Linked DNA regions of Rattus norvegicus: region 2 is linked to region 1. A link is a contact called in public HiChIP or PLAC-seq data. All regions are on one chromosome and are shown on one strand. Each heading gives the region's core, a stretch centred on a gene start, on an enhancer-like site or on the middle of the called end of the contact. The rest is flanking DNA. Distances are from core to core; before and after follow the strand shown.

The links. HiChIP or PLAC-seq counts read pairs in DNA pulled down with a chosen protein or histone mark.
Region 2: an H3K27ac HiChIP or PLAC-seq map of oligodendrocytes shows a contact between it and region 1, with 11 times the contacts expected there. The contact joins the promoter of Has2 here to the enhancer-like site in region 1. A contact is called at or near these places in 7 of 12 Hi-C or Micro-C datasets (the A7r5 cell line, the Rat2 cell line, Schwann cells and 4 more) and 1 of 1 datasets of contacts at active chromatin or transcription factors (oligodendrocytes).

What each region holds. Positions count from the first base shown.
Region 1 is chr7:89,646,072-89,649,575 of GRCr8, forward strand. No RefSeq gene overlaps it. Among named protein-coding and RNA genes, the nearest start is that of Has2, 380 kb to the right of the region's middle. Within about 2 kb of position 1,605, at least 4 of the 93 cell types and tissues checked have an H3K27ac peak or open chromatin away from gene starts, as enhancers often do.
Region 2 is chr7:90,027,077-90,030,580 of GRCr8, forward strand. It overlaps Has2 (hyaluronan synthase 2), which reads right to left and starts at 1,857. Exons shown (of 4, transcript NM_013153.2): 1 at 1,351-1,857. LOC108351495 (a long non-coding RNA gene) reads left to right here. Exons shown (of 5, transcript XR_005487119.2): 1 at 1-1,149; 2 at 1,308-1,434; 3 at 1,689-1,817; 4 at 2,124-2,217; 5 at 2,606-2,782.

The sequences.
Region 1 (3,504 bases), core at 355-2,854:
ACAGGATGTGATTTTGTTGAGCTTCTTTGTATGTGGTGACCACCAGAGGGAGCCCCTGGACTGAGGGTGAGAGCAGTAAGCAGGCATGTGCTGAATCTGGCGAATTCTCCTGGGGAATCAACAAATAGGCTTTTGGACGAGCTTCAGGCAAACTTGTCCCTTTCTTTTTCTGCTATATGCACGCATATGTGTGTGCTTGCATGCCTCATGTGTGTGTGTGTGTGTGTGTGTGTGTGATATGTGCATGTATGTATGCATGTATCAGGTGGTGAGTTGAGAAGTCCAAACATTGATGCTAAATCAGAGGTTTACAGGTCTAGAAAGTCACTAGCCATAGTAATCAATGAATGTCTTCATAGAGCATAGTGCTGTGACCTAGAAACCCAGCATCATTTTCATTTATAGAAAGTGGGTTTACATACAATTCTAAGAGAGCGTATTCACACAGTGACCACTCTAACACACTATCTTCAACACATTCAGGAGAAGCAGTGAATGATGGAGCAGATTCCATTTGTGCTGTCATTGTGGAAGATGTTGTCCTGTGAGGTTAGAAATCACAAGTCAATTAAGTTTCACATCCATGGATATACTGAAGAAGTAGGTGCTGTCAACATCGATGGTGAGCTCCCAGTGGACCACGGTCATTCCAGAAAAGTAAGGAAATTCAAGCGAAGTGGTTGAAGGTTGGTGGGTAAACAGAAGATAGTGATGTGTGCAGAGGGAGGGCATCCGGGAGCAATTGGGGTAGTGAAAACAATATGATCAAACACATAAAAATATTTTAATAGAGGACAAATTTTAAATGGTATGGGTGCATAATTATCACATTTATCTTTATTTTTAAATATCCTGGTCATAATTATACAAAAGGCTTAAGTTTTCCACAAAGAAATACAAAGTAAGACTTCTCTACCAAGATTCACGAAGAAATAATGAAGAGAACTAAAACCCAGAGAAGTAAATTCAAAGGACAGGTGTTAGGTTATTTCATTCCTCAAGCCATGTTCCGTGGCGTCTTTGATATTTTGCTCAAGGTGGGTTGTAAGTTTTGTTCTGGTTTTCCCAACAGCCAGCATAATGAGTAAAATATGATTTAGTGTGTGATTTATAGGCAGGCCTAGCCACATAATTTTCTGGCCTCAGTGCAAAATGAAAATGTGGGGTCCCTTATTCAAAAAGCTGGAAAAATGCCACTCCGTGTAATAAAACATGAAACTTTTCCCTTTCTTCCACGCTCTCACTCTGGACCTGTCATGGTGCTTTTTATTTGTTATTTAATAGTACACTCCCTGGGGCAGGGGATGCTGGCTGGACGAACACAGACTCTCAGGAACTGTTAGCCTCAGCCCTGACTGGTTGACTGGCTCTGCTGTTGCTGTGTTTTTCAGACATGCACATTGTGTTTGCTATAGGGACAGGAAGTAGGTCGATCCCTCCCATGCCCTATGCTACAACCTTCAAAGAATTGCAAAGCTTGGGTTGGAACTAAGCAGGAGGTTTGCTTTCCAGACCCCACAAGTGCTGCCAGCCAACACAGAGGCCACCACTGCTGTGCTTCACCACAGGGTTCATAACTGCCAGACCTGGATCCTCCCCGAAGCGTATGTCTGTGTGCAAACCCTCCCTGGGTGTGGAGAGATCATTGGCCTGGAAAGCAGAGGACAGGCAGTGCTTGGGTGCAAAAGAGCAAGAGTCGTCATCAGTGTTGTCTGGGTGGGGTGATAAGACAAAGTTTGGCTACAGACAGAGCAACCGAACTCAAAAAGAGCAGAAGCCAGGAATTTACTCCAGTGTGCGTGCGTGCGTGCGTGCGTGCGTGCGTGCGTGCGTGCGTGTGTGTGTCTGGGGGCAGATGGAGATGTGAGCTGGGGGTCTAAACGCTCGTGCATGTCACACTGTTTTTTCACCTAAAAGTACAAATTTTAGCTGTGTATAGTAATTTATGTCTATGATCCAACACTAGGTCGGTAGAACAAAGAAGACTGCTGTAAATTTGAGGCTATCTTGATATTCACAGGATCTATATGTCAAGTTCAGGCCCAGCCAGGATGATACAGCAAGACTACATTTCAAAAACAAGCAAATGAAGATGTAATAATATAGATTTAAAGATTCACTATTTTTGTAATTTCAAACCAGTGAGTGAAGAGCATTAAATCACAAGCCTGAGGTCTTTCCGAGGGGGAAGTCCTGTAAAATTGCAGAGTGTGCATACTCGGGAAGCCAGTTCTATCTACAGGCTCTGCCAGTTCAAAACACAGCAGATATGCTGATTGCTGAAGAGACATCCATTTGGCCTGGCAATGAAAACTGAGATGTCAGATACATCTCTTCTAGGTGTCTATTTCAGGAAGATACTATGGTTGCTACAGGTCGTGAAATTGTATTTCCCATGCCTCCTTAATTCTTAAATTTATATATTAGAAGGGAAGCCTGGCTCCATGTAATGTTGTTTGAACGTAGGCTTCTTTGGATGTGGGTAGGTTGCAGGAGAACTTTCCTGAATGGGTTCATGACTTTATAACAGACACTCCCAAGTGCTGCTGTGAATAAGATGGGGATGGCAATCAATGTAGATGGATTTGCTAGTTTGCTATCCAGAAGACAGGGAGTGTATTCTGAACGGCCAAGCACCTAATATAATGAGTTTCCTGGAATTTAGAGAAGAATGGAAGATGGGGACATTTTAATTATTATCATTATATAAGCCTGTATGTACAAATACGTTTAAATACAACCCACTACGCCCATTTTATTGTTTGTGTGCATATGGTTTTAAGGTTGTCGTCACTGTATTGGACAACCAATAAAGAGGTTCATCCCTGGTTGATTTAAGCTTGAGATCTGTGTCTGATAATTTAGTCTCAATTGAATTTTGTCAGCTAAGCACTCTAAGGTTTTCTGTTGGTTATGGATACCCAATCTGTATATGATACATCTCCTTTACAACTCTACAAAATCTTTACTAGCCTACTCTGTTTTATGTGACCTGCTAGAATAGTGTCAGATTATCAAGTATTTTGGGGGCGGGACAATAATTTAGAGTTGATACTTAAAACAAAATATCTTGAACATTGACATTTCCTTGGTGATATAGTCTTACATCTTATTTTCACATAGGAAATAGGAATGCAGAATCTGATATGTACCTGAGGTATTTCTACAGCAAAAGAACTTGGCTCATAAGTGCAAACTTGCTCTTCTGCCCCATGACAACACAGAACTATGACTGCAGCACTTAGGATGAAAGAGAGGGTTTTATTCATGAAGTGGTCAGGCTTGAGTATAGCACAACACTTCCCTAGCAAGTGTATGGATTTGGGTTCTATTCCCAAGTTGTTCAGAACTCTCCTCCTCCTCCTCTTCCTCCTCCTCTTCCTCTTCCTCTTCCTCCTCCTCCTCCTCCTCTTCCTCCTCCTCCTATTTCCCCTGTTCTTCTTGTTCATGTTCTTCCTCTTCTTGTTCTTTCTATTCTTGTTCTTTTTCTTGTTCTTCCTCTTC
Region 2 (3,504 bases), core at 607-3,106, 380 kb after region 1:
CACCTACGACTGTATAATGAGACCTGGGTCTTAGAAGTCTCCGTCCTCGGACACCGCCTATGCTTCCAGTCCTTCTTCCAAATCTTAATGGTCCTTTCAGAGCTGTTTCCCCTGGGCTGCCTTTCTTAGGCTAGAGGAAGCCGTCTCTGTCGCCACGAAGTTCTCACCCTTACACAGACCTTCCTTTCAGCCCCGCCCTCTGGTTCACCGGGGCCGGTTTCTAAGCCCTGGCTCACTCTGGGCGGGAACCTCCGTGACGAATTCAGCCCAAGGTGTTGATTATCCGGTCTTTGGCTCTCCTCCCACCTCTTCCCAGGCTCCCAGGGCCCCTCGACCCCACATTGGGCAAGGGGCTAGAGACAGAGTCCTCAAATCGTCGCCCACCCCGCCCCCCCCCCAACAGCATCTCCAGCTGCATCGGAGGAAAGAAGCGCCAGCGTGCTCCGTGCCACGTCGGATTTGGCTCAAGACTGGTTGCAGCTGCGGGAGCGCAGCGCTGTCCCCGCGCACGCCCTGGCTACGGGCTGCTTAGCTGGGCGTCCGGCACAAGGAGGGATGCGCGCTCTCCTCTCTCCCCGAGTGGCGAATGCCACAGCCTGCGTGAGGGACCCCTTGCCCCAGAAAGGCTTTCGCAGGATGGCTGTGCCCGGATGCTCACTGCCTGACACTTAAATGGAGTTTGGAAACTGCAAACGAGTTGGAGGCCTTGGAAAAGGGGGGAGTGGCTGAACCAGGATGGTAGCGCGAAGAGGTGGCTCAGGACTTTTCCTTCCTTACGGTCTCTTCCAGCTTAATGTAGCTGGAAGCCAGGATCGTTTAACCCTTTCAGTACAAGTCCAAATTGAGCTTTTTTTTTTTATTTGTGACCCCACCCCACCCCCTGCACAGAACTGTGTCAGGGTGTTCCTGCCCACATACTGGGGGGTTTGGGGGTAGGGGGGTTAGGGGGGGTTAGGAAGGTAAGGACAGTTGTGGGATGAACTTTCCTTACACAGTGGAAATCATTGTTTTCTAACTCCGGAGTCCCTTTGACGCTCGGGAAGATGCCCAGTGGAAAAGTACACCTCGGGACCATCAGCTTTCCTTGGCCACGCCAGTTACCTGTGCGCCCAGAGAGGCAGCGGATTCCACCGAAGATAAAAACCCAGGGTATGCTACAAGACTTGATAGTGATTGGCAGTATTCCCTAATGTGCAGTCTGTTGGGGGGCGGGGGGGGGGGTTGACTTCAGACCTCAAATGTTTCTATAGAAATTAGGTATTATTTTTTAAGTTCTGTTGATAATTTCTTCTCTACCCCCGATCTAGCTAAGGCATTCAAAGTTCACCCCAAAGCGCCTGTATAACGTACCTTGTTCAGCTCCTGCTCATAGACTCGTCCTCCGCCTGTCTGTGTGGTCCCGGAGGGTCGTGGAAGGAAGTTTCCAAAATTGAGGTAATAAGAAATCAGATGAATTTGAGACGACCGGCCAAAAAAAATAAGAAATTTAAAAACAACATTTAAAAAAAAAATGGGGGGAGCCTTAAATGTTTGGTTCTCCCCTCTTTGAGAAGAAAATGCATTAATATGCTCTTTTATTATTTCCGTTGCATTTAAGTCTTCTAAATTTTTTTGTTAAATGTGCTTTAAAAATAAATTAAATTTTCCCCTGTTTTGCTATTTGCTCCAATCCCCTTCCCTCCGACAAGGCAAAGTCTCCTTTTTCCACATCAACCTAAAAGTCCGGTGAAGACTCAGCAGAGCCTAGCAAGAGCGGAATGGAGGTCTTTGGCTGGTTCAAGTCCCCGGTTCAATGGGCTGCTCAGAGCCAGGACTGGGTAATTCTTTCCAGACGCCTTGACTTCTCCTTCTTCGCTGTTGTTGCCTTTCTGCCTCCTCCAACTTAAGGGGGTCTTAACTAGTGAGCCGGTGGGTGTTTTAAAAGGACGGAGGAGGGAGTGGGGGTGAGGGGAGGGGAGGAGGGAGGTGTAGACTGGGGAACCCGGAGGGGAGGGACTGGGCGGGATGGGAGGCGGGGAGGAGTGGGGGGAGAGAGAGAAATTGGCCATTCAAAGCCCTCTCAGAGCTAGAGGCCGCTTCTAAACTCCAATGAATTCAATTAACTTGATTGTTAACGTGTGCAGAGAAACGCAGCGCACAGATGCTGACCATCGCCTGATACCTCTCCACAGGCAGTGGCCAAGAAGTGGGAAGCCCTGCTCTGTAAATATTGCTGAGGTCTGTCTGTGTGACAAGGATTCCCTCTGCTTGATAAACTCCCCGTTACAAATAAGTGATTTGTTTTAAGGCCAAACGGTTTTCTTAGGCTAAATCACTGCCCCGAGCGGGATACCGGCTGTGTGTGTGTGTGTGTGTGTGTGTGTGTGTGTGTGTGTGTGTGTGTGTGTGTTTCCGCCCGCGCTACCTGGAGCAACCCCAAACCGCCTAAGACGCTTAAAAAAGAGCGACTAGTCTGCCATTTGTTAACCCTTTCTTCCTGCCAACTCCAAACTTTCTAAGCAAATGGCAAATGTCAACGTCTCTCCCTTGCAGTTTTCGCTGTGGGTGGGCTGAGTCCTGAAATGAGGAAGAATTTTAACATTTATTTTTTTCTTATGATTCCCAGACCTGAAAACATGCAAAAGATTTTCGAAAGGAGGTTTAAACTAATGATGATAACGATAAACCTGAGAAAATGTGTACGGAAGCAGTCGCCTCTTAAGACATCTGAAATTACTTTTGCTTCTTGAAAGTCTTTTAGTTAATGTTTTCAAAATACTTTTTAAAAATTTCAATGACGCCATGACTGGACAGTTTGTTTTCTCGGTTATTTTTCTCAACCTAAGGGCATCCGCGCCCTTTTTCTTTGATCCTTGCAGTCCCCGCCCCTGCCCCCACCCAAAGCAAAAGGTAAAAAGGAAAAAAGTCCATGAAGCACTATGGACGCTAGGTGGCGCTGTTTAGGAAAAAATGAAAGCGGATTTACGCAGTAAGGCTAAAATTGAAATCTGGTAAAAATCTTAACTTGCCTTTTACTTCCTTTTCTGTTCTTCCCCACCCCCCTCCTCTCCTTTCTTTTATTTCTCTACGTGCTCTTGATGTGGACTTCGTTTGAGTTCTGCCGCATCTTGATGTCTGGGTTATGTGTTCAGGATAAGGTCCGAGTATAAATTTGGAATATAGTTAAAAGTCAGACAAAAACAGAAAAGTAGAATAAACCTCGAGTGAAGCTTGCAACACATCGGGCAGGTGTGGAGTTGAGGGACGGGAATAGGGTTGCAGAGTTTGACTGCAACTACTAGTGTCAGCCGACCCATCCCCCCACCCCCACCCCAGAGCCGGATCCGCAAAGCCAGTACCCCCCCCTCCCCTCCCCCAACATACCCAAACACTCAGCCACTTCACCTCTGAGAGGCATCACTTTGGTGACTGACTTCACGCCACTCTGGGGACACTGGCTTCCTCATTTCCCCCACAACTCTCTTGACTTCAGTCTTTGAACTCCACCTGAGAGATTCAATCAAC